Regions from separate parts of the Mus musculus genome. Here region 2 is linked to region 1. Evidence: chromatin contacts called from public Hi-C data. All regions are on one chromosome and are shown on one strand. The core of a region is the stretch at or near the end of the contact, and the rest is flanking DNA. Distances in the headings are between cores, read along the strand shown.

Region 1 (2,700 bases), core at 164-2,663:
AGCAAGAGGAACAAACAGCTCCCATAGCTCCCAAGCACACTGTGGGGTCCTGACATGAAGTTCAGGATTAATAAGAGGACACGCGGTACACACTGCTGAGCAGTCCTGGGCAATGAGTGGCCCTGCCTTTCACACCTCCAATCTGTCCTCCAGGTGGGCTTGTGCAGTTGTTAGAGCTGTGTGAAACAGCATTCTGGGACCCATGTTCCTCTCTGCCTCCATCCTTTCTTTCTCCTAGCATGAATATCTTGGGGGATTCTAATCTCATGGCGACCATTATTTCACTAGAGAGATATACAGGACCTTGTGTGTGTGTGTGTGTGTGTGTGTGTGTGTGTGTGTGTGTGTGTGTGTTCAGAATTGTCTAGAATAGCTTCACCTGTCAGGGGCTGGAGATGTAACTCAGCTTGCAGAGTGCTTGTGTGGCATGCAGAAGAAGCCGGGTTCAATCCTGAACACTGAAGAAACTATGAACTGGGTGTCGGTTGTGACGTGCCCATAATCCCAGCACGTTGGAGGTGGAGGCAAAAATCATCAGGGAAGTTAAAGGTCTTCTTCAACTAGAGAGTTTGAGGTGGGCTTCGTATGCATGGGACCGTGTCCCAAAATAAGCAAACAAATAAATAAAATAGAATATTTTTGTTCCTGCTAAGATAGTTACAATATAGACGATATAAACTGTAATGGGAACGACAACATGTTTAACATTAGGAAATGAGGCGGGGACATCAGCCTTTCAGACAGGGTAGATTTTCCTGAGAAGGTGGCATTTGTGCAGAGGCCTGAGAAAACAGAGAGAAGGCCAAGGGGACATTTGAGGGAGGGCTGCCCAGCTCTCCGCAGTAACTCCAAGGGTGAGTTATCAACTAATAGGAGTCAGCTGACCAGGTGGACTGGGGCTAGGCTGACAACCTTTCTGTCACTAGTCCCCAAAGCTCCCCCTCCCCCCTCCCCACCAATACTCCCCTAGCAGAGCATGTGGGAAGTCATTCTGGATTCTCAGGACCTTTGGCAGACCACAGTCTGACACTGACTCTGGACACCGGAAACCCAACGCACTTCACTGAGCGTTCTCTCTGCCCCAGTTGTTGGCTTCCTTCCTTCTGTGCTGGGTGATGATTCTACAAGCCTGCCTTAGCTTACATTGAAGGCCCCAGACCATCATCTGAATGTCTCCCTGAGCCAGCCAAGTTTTTAAAAAAATATCTTGAAGCAATTATTTCAAAATATAATCCTACGTAGAAAAATCTAGCTAGCGGCCAGTTCCTGTCCCTGGCAGATTATTTAGCGCTTCTCCTTGCTGTCAACAGACATACTTTCCAGGCTTGCTCCCCGGGCATCACCCACAGCACAGAACGGGGGCGGGCTGCAGGCAGACCCGCGCCATTTTCCCGAGGACTCTGCTTCTGCCGTCAGGAAGTGCGTTGTTTACAGCTGGAATTGTTCCGAGCCAGATCGCTATCTCCACTGTTCCACACAGGAATCCAGGAGTGTGAGCTAAGCATTTGCTGAGTGGCCTCTGGGTAGATGAGGGGACTGGTCTCAACAGGTTACTTGACTCAGGTCAGAAAAACTTGCAACAAGAAATCTGAGAGCTGCGGCTGCATCCATCACGCCCATTTCAGTCTTGAGCAGCTGAGCCTGGGCAGCTTTTTCCAGACAGCTTTGGAAAGCCAAACTCAAATGACCGCTGCCGAACTAATAGTAATAATAATGAAAAGAAAGGAAGGAAGGAAGGGAGGGAGGGAGGGAGGGAGGGAGGAAGGAAGGAAGGAAGGAAGGAAGGAAGGAAGGAAGGAAGGAAGGAAGGAAGGAAGGAAGGAAGCAAGCAAGGAAGGAAGCAAGGAAGAGAGAAAGAAAGGCAAATCCAGAAAATCCCATGTGGGCGTTGGGTCCCAGCTTCTCTGTGGAGCTAAATCTTTTCCAAGGCTGCAGCAGCTACTTTATTTGGGCATGTTCCTGACAGGAGAAGCTGGGATGTTTCATCCAAAAGGAAGTCAGTCGTCTGAAGGGAAGGACAACTTGTTCCTTGTAACCTTCAGTGTAGGACAACTTCAGCTGAAGGCAGCTGTGTGCTCCTGCTCTTGGCTTTTGCCGAAGAACTGACTCTTGCCCAGAGGGACTTGTTCTGACGGATGCTATCACATGCCTTGTGTCACTGCCTGAGTCTGGGGAGAGGCAATATGGAGCATTCTTCTAGCCAGGCCTGTGCCTGGGCCTGTGTGTGAGCAAAGAAGGCTGGCTAGCCATCCACCGCCTTGATGTGAATCCAGCCGATCAGCTGCCATACCACTCTTACCCACAGTCCAATCATTGGCAGCCAAGGAGTGGAATTATTGATGTGTCCTTTCCTTGCTGCCAACCTCCAGCAAGGGTCCCCATGGCCTCTGCCTTTGTAGGTTTTCACGTTCTGGAAGGTGAGCCTTGGGAGAATAGTATGGCCTAAGACAGGCAGAGTTGGATTAGTGAAGGATTCTTGGATGCAGCCGTGGGACTGTAAACAGCTGCAGCATTTCACAGATCCCAGTGTTTTGGATGAAACCCACCCCAGGCATTGCTACAAATCACTTAGGGTTGAGGAAAAACCCCTTTCATTCCTAAAAGCCCTGCTAAGGGATAGAAATAATACTGTCACCAAGCCTCCGAAGACTTTTTAAGGAACATACGTATACACACATACACACACTCGAATTAAAAAAA
Region 2 (2,832 bases), core at 296-2,795, 440 kb before region 1:
CATTTTATTACATTATTTTACTATGTGGAAAGAGATGCATATCACAACTTGTCAGAGTTGGTTCTCTCCTTCCACTATGTGGGTTCTAAGGATCCAACTCAGGACCCGAGGCTTCAAAGCAAGGGCCTTTACCAGCCAAGCCATCTCACCAGCCCTTTTTTAAAAAAGCTTTTTATGGCCCGGCATGGTGGCGCACGCCTTTAATCCCAGCACTCGGGAGGCAGAGGCAAGTGGATTTCTGAGTTTGAGGCCAGCCTGGTCTACAAAGTGAGTTCCAGGACAGCCAGGGCTACACAGAGAAACCCTGTCTTGGAAGAAAAAAAAAAAAAGAGAAGCTTTTTGAAAACTCCTACTCTGTGGGAAGCCACATGTGCCGTTGCAGAGTGGCACTGACTACTGCTGGCCACCACGCATAAGATTGGACAAACAACCAATGTGTACATATGCAGTAAAGTTTTTTGCAAAGACACTGCCTGGCCCAGGCATGATAATGAGGTTCTGTAAGGTACGGAGAGTATAACCAATCAGATGTGAGACATGCAAATGAGGTATGATAATGAGGTTCTGTAAGGTACTGAGAGAGAGTAGCCAATCAGATGAGGAACATGCAAATGAGGCTTAGTGCATAACCAATCCGGGTGTGAGACACGCCCCTCCTAGGCCTATAAAAGCAGCACCAGTTCTTCCTGGCCAGTCGAGCGCGTGCAAGACTACTCCTTTTAAGTAAACTTCAAATGAAGTAAACGACATATGTGCACATGTACAATAAAAACCCTGCAAGTGTATACGGAAATGCAATCAGGTAAGCAGGGAGTTGGAGAGGGACGGAAGCTTGATTAGGTATGCCTACCACAAAGTTAAAACCTTTCACAAACTAAACCTTACTGGCTTTAATAGCCAAACGATTTTTGCAATCTTTAAATAAAAGTTAATATTGCTAATATACAAAAGCACTGTAAGTTTTAAAAATGTTAATACCTCGAATATAAAGAAAACAACTTATAAGCAAGGAATTCATAAAGAACCAGTAAGTATATGGAAAGTATTCAGTTTTATACCTAGGTAACAAAATGCAAATTCATACAAGAGTCTGACAAAAGGCTGACTAGTAACAGAATGATTCATGCTGTCACGCAGCATTCTAATACTTACTGGGAAAATGCATTTTAATAAGAACACTTCTAGGAAGCCTCTGTTAAGGTTCAGAATCTTACAAATGGGCATTCCCTTTGATCTAGCAATCTATCACTGCTTGTAGAAATGAAAAATTGTAAATACCTTAAAAGCCCAGTAACTATGGGTTCTTTAAACAACTAGAATAGCCATACGACCACTTAAAATGTATCTAAGACCTGGAAAAACAGGTACCAAAAACCCCTTTGTGCATATTTGAAAACTCTACATTTACATAGCAGTATGACAATACCCTCATCCTTGTGGGTTTTGTGTCCCACTCTGGTGGGCAGAGCCACCTTAGGTAGCCCAGGCATGTCTCAAGCTGACCTTGACTATACCTTTGGTTCCCAACGTAGACGATTACTTCACTTAATTTCCCCCACTCCGTGGTTTTTGACACAATCTCGGTATGTAGCCCAAGGTGGAGTAGAATTCGCAGTAATCCTCCTGCCTCAACAACGCCCGTCATTTTTTTTTTCTTTTATTGCTTAACTATTTCGGATATAATTGTGTACTGTTGGAATGCTGTTCGCATAGCAAACTGAATTTTTTTAACGCATTATTTTTAAAACGAGGCGATGAGAGAGGCGTTGCCAGCACCATGCCGGGCTCCGGAAAGGTGAAGGGCTCAGCGCCTTAGAAACAAGCCCCCGCACCAGGGGATTAAGGGCCACGGGGGATGGGGGGGAGCCGTGACGGCTGAGGGAGGGACCTCTAGCCTTCTGAGGAAGTGCGATCCCTCTTCCCGCTGGAGTGCGCGCCGCCCGCGCCTTTATTGCGGAGGTGTGGAGAAGAGCGTGGGAACAGCACGCAGGACAGCCTCCCGCTCCAGCGTACAGGGCGGGCGCCGTCAGCGCCGGTACCAACGAGACAGGACCGCGCTGCGTGCCTAGAGCGGCCCTGCCGCTGTGCGCGTGTGCAGAGGCGGTCCAGCCCGGTGCGCTCAGCGCTAGTGGGCGAGGTGATCTGTACCCTGACTGAAGGTCTAGGGCAGTGCTGACGCGAGTTCGCAAGGCGCGTTCGTGCTCCTGGTTGGTAGGACCCAGGGGCAAGCGAGGCTTTCCTCAGAGCCCTAGGATGGGAGGTGGAGGGAGACGAGGCCAGGTTCTGCAGAAAGAAGGCTCAGGCTAGCCCTTGAGGAAGAGTGAGGAGCATCGGGACAAAACGGCCATCCTCCAGACCCAGACGCTGAGTATGGAGACACCTCGGCCAATCACTCTATTGGAAAACCAAATAGAACAAACCTGTTTGGGATGAAGGTTGATAACCAATTTGGAATGATGTGTGTTGAAACGAATGGATTTTGGTTTTGAGGCATTAGCAGGACATTTGAGTAGAAGAGCTGATAGGAGATTTGTTTTAGAAACTGGGTTTACTCTGTAACCCAGGTTGGCCTGGAGCTTAGTTTTCTCGGCTTCTCAGAGCAGAATTCCCGCCTTGTGCCGCCACGCCTGGCTGAAGTTTGGGAACATGGACTGTGAATGTAGAATGTAAGGTGTAGTCTGCAGCTCAGGAGAGTCAGCTAAGTGACAGTTGTCTATAGTCATGTTTACAGGCTCAGTGTTTAGTCCCTAGCAGAAAAAAATTGAAGTAAAGCAATGTAAATGCATTGTCTTGACTAAAAAACTCCATAGGGATTGAGTGGTAAGTTTGACA

What was found. A called contact is a pair of places that touch in the nucleus more often than the background predicts.
Region 2: a Hi-C map of the N1E-115 cell line shows a contact between it and region 1, with 8 times the contacts expected there. The contact joins two enhancer-like sites. A contact is called at or near these places in 10 of 484 Hi-C or Micro-C datasets (the N1E-115 cell line, adipose-derived mesenchymal stem cells, cerebellum and 6 more) and 4 of 115 datasets of contacts at active chromatin or transcription factors (astrocytes, embryonic stem cells and pancreatic cancer cells).

What each region holds. Positions count from the first base shown.
Region 1 is chr11:22,628,539-22,631,238 of GRCm38.p6, reverse strand. No RefSeq gene overlaps it. Among named protein-coding and RNA genes, the nearest start is that of Gm12052, 18 kb to the right of the region's middle. Within about 2 kb of position 1,413, at least 106 of the 459 cell types and tissues checked have an H3K27ac peak or open chromatin away from gene starts, as enhancers often do. A contact at or near this core is called in the N1E-115 cell line, where this site is marked.
Region 2 is chr11:23,067,089-23,069,920 of GRCm38.p6, reverse strand. Gm12059 (a long non-coding RNA gene) reads right to left here. Exons shown (of 2, transcript XR_872307.2): 1 at 1,504-2,832. Among named protein-coding and RNA genes, the nearest start is that of Gm12059, 3.4 kb to the right of the region's middle. Within about 2 kb of position 1,545, at least 31 of the 459 cell types and tissues checked have an H3K27ac peak or open chromatin away from gene starts, as enhancers often do. A contact at or near this core is called in the N1E-115 cell line, where this site is marked.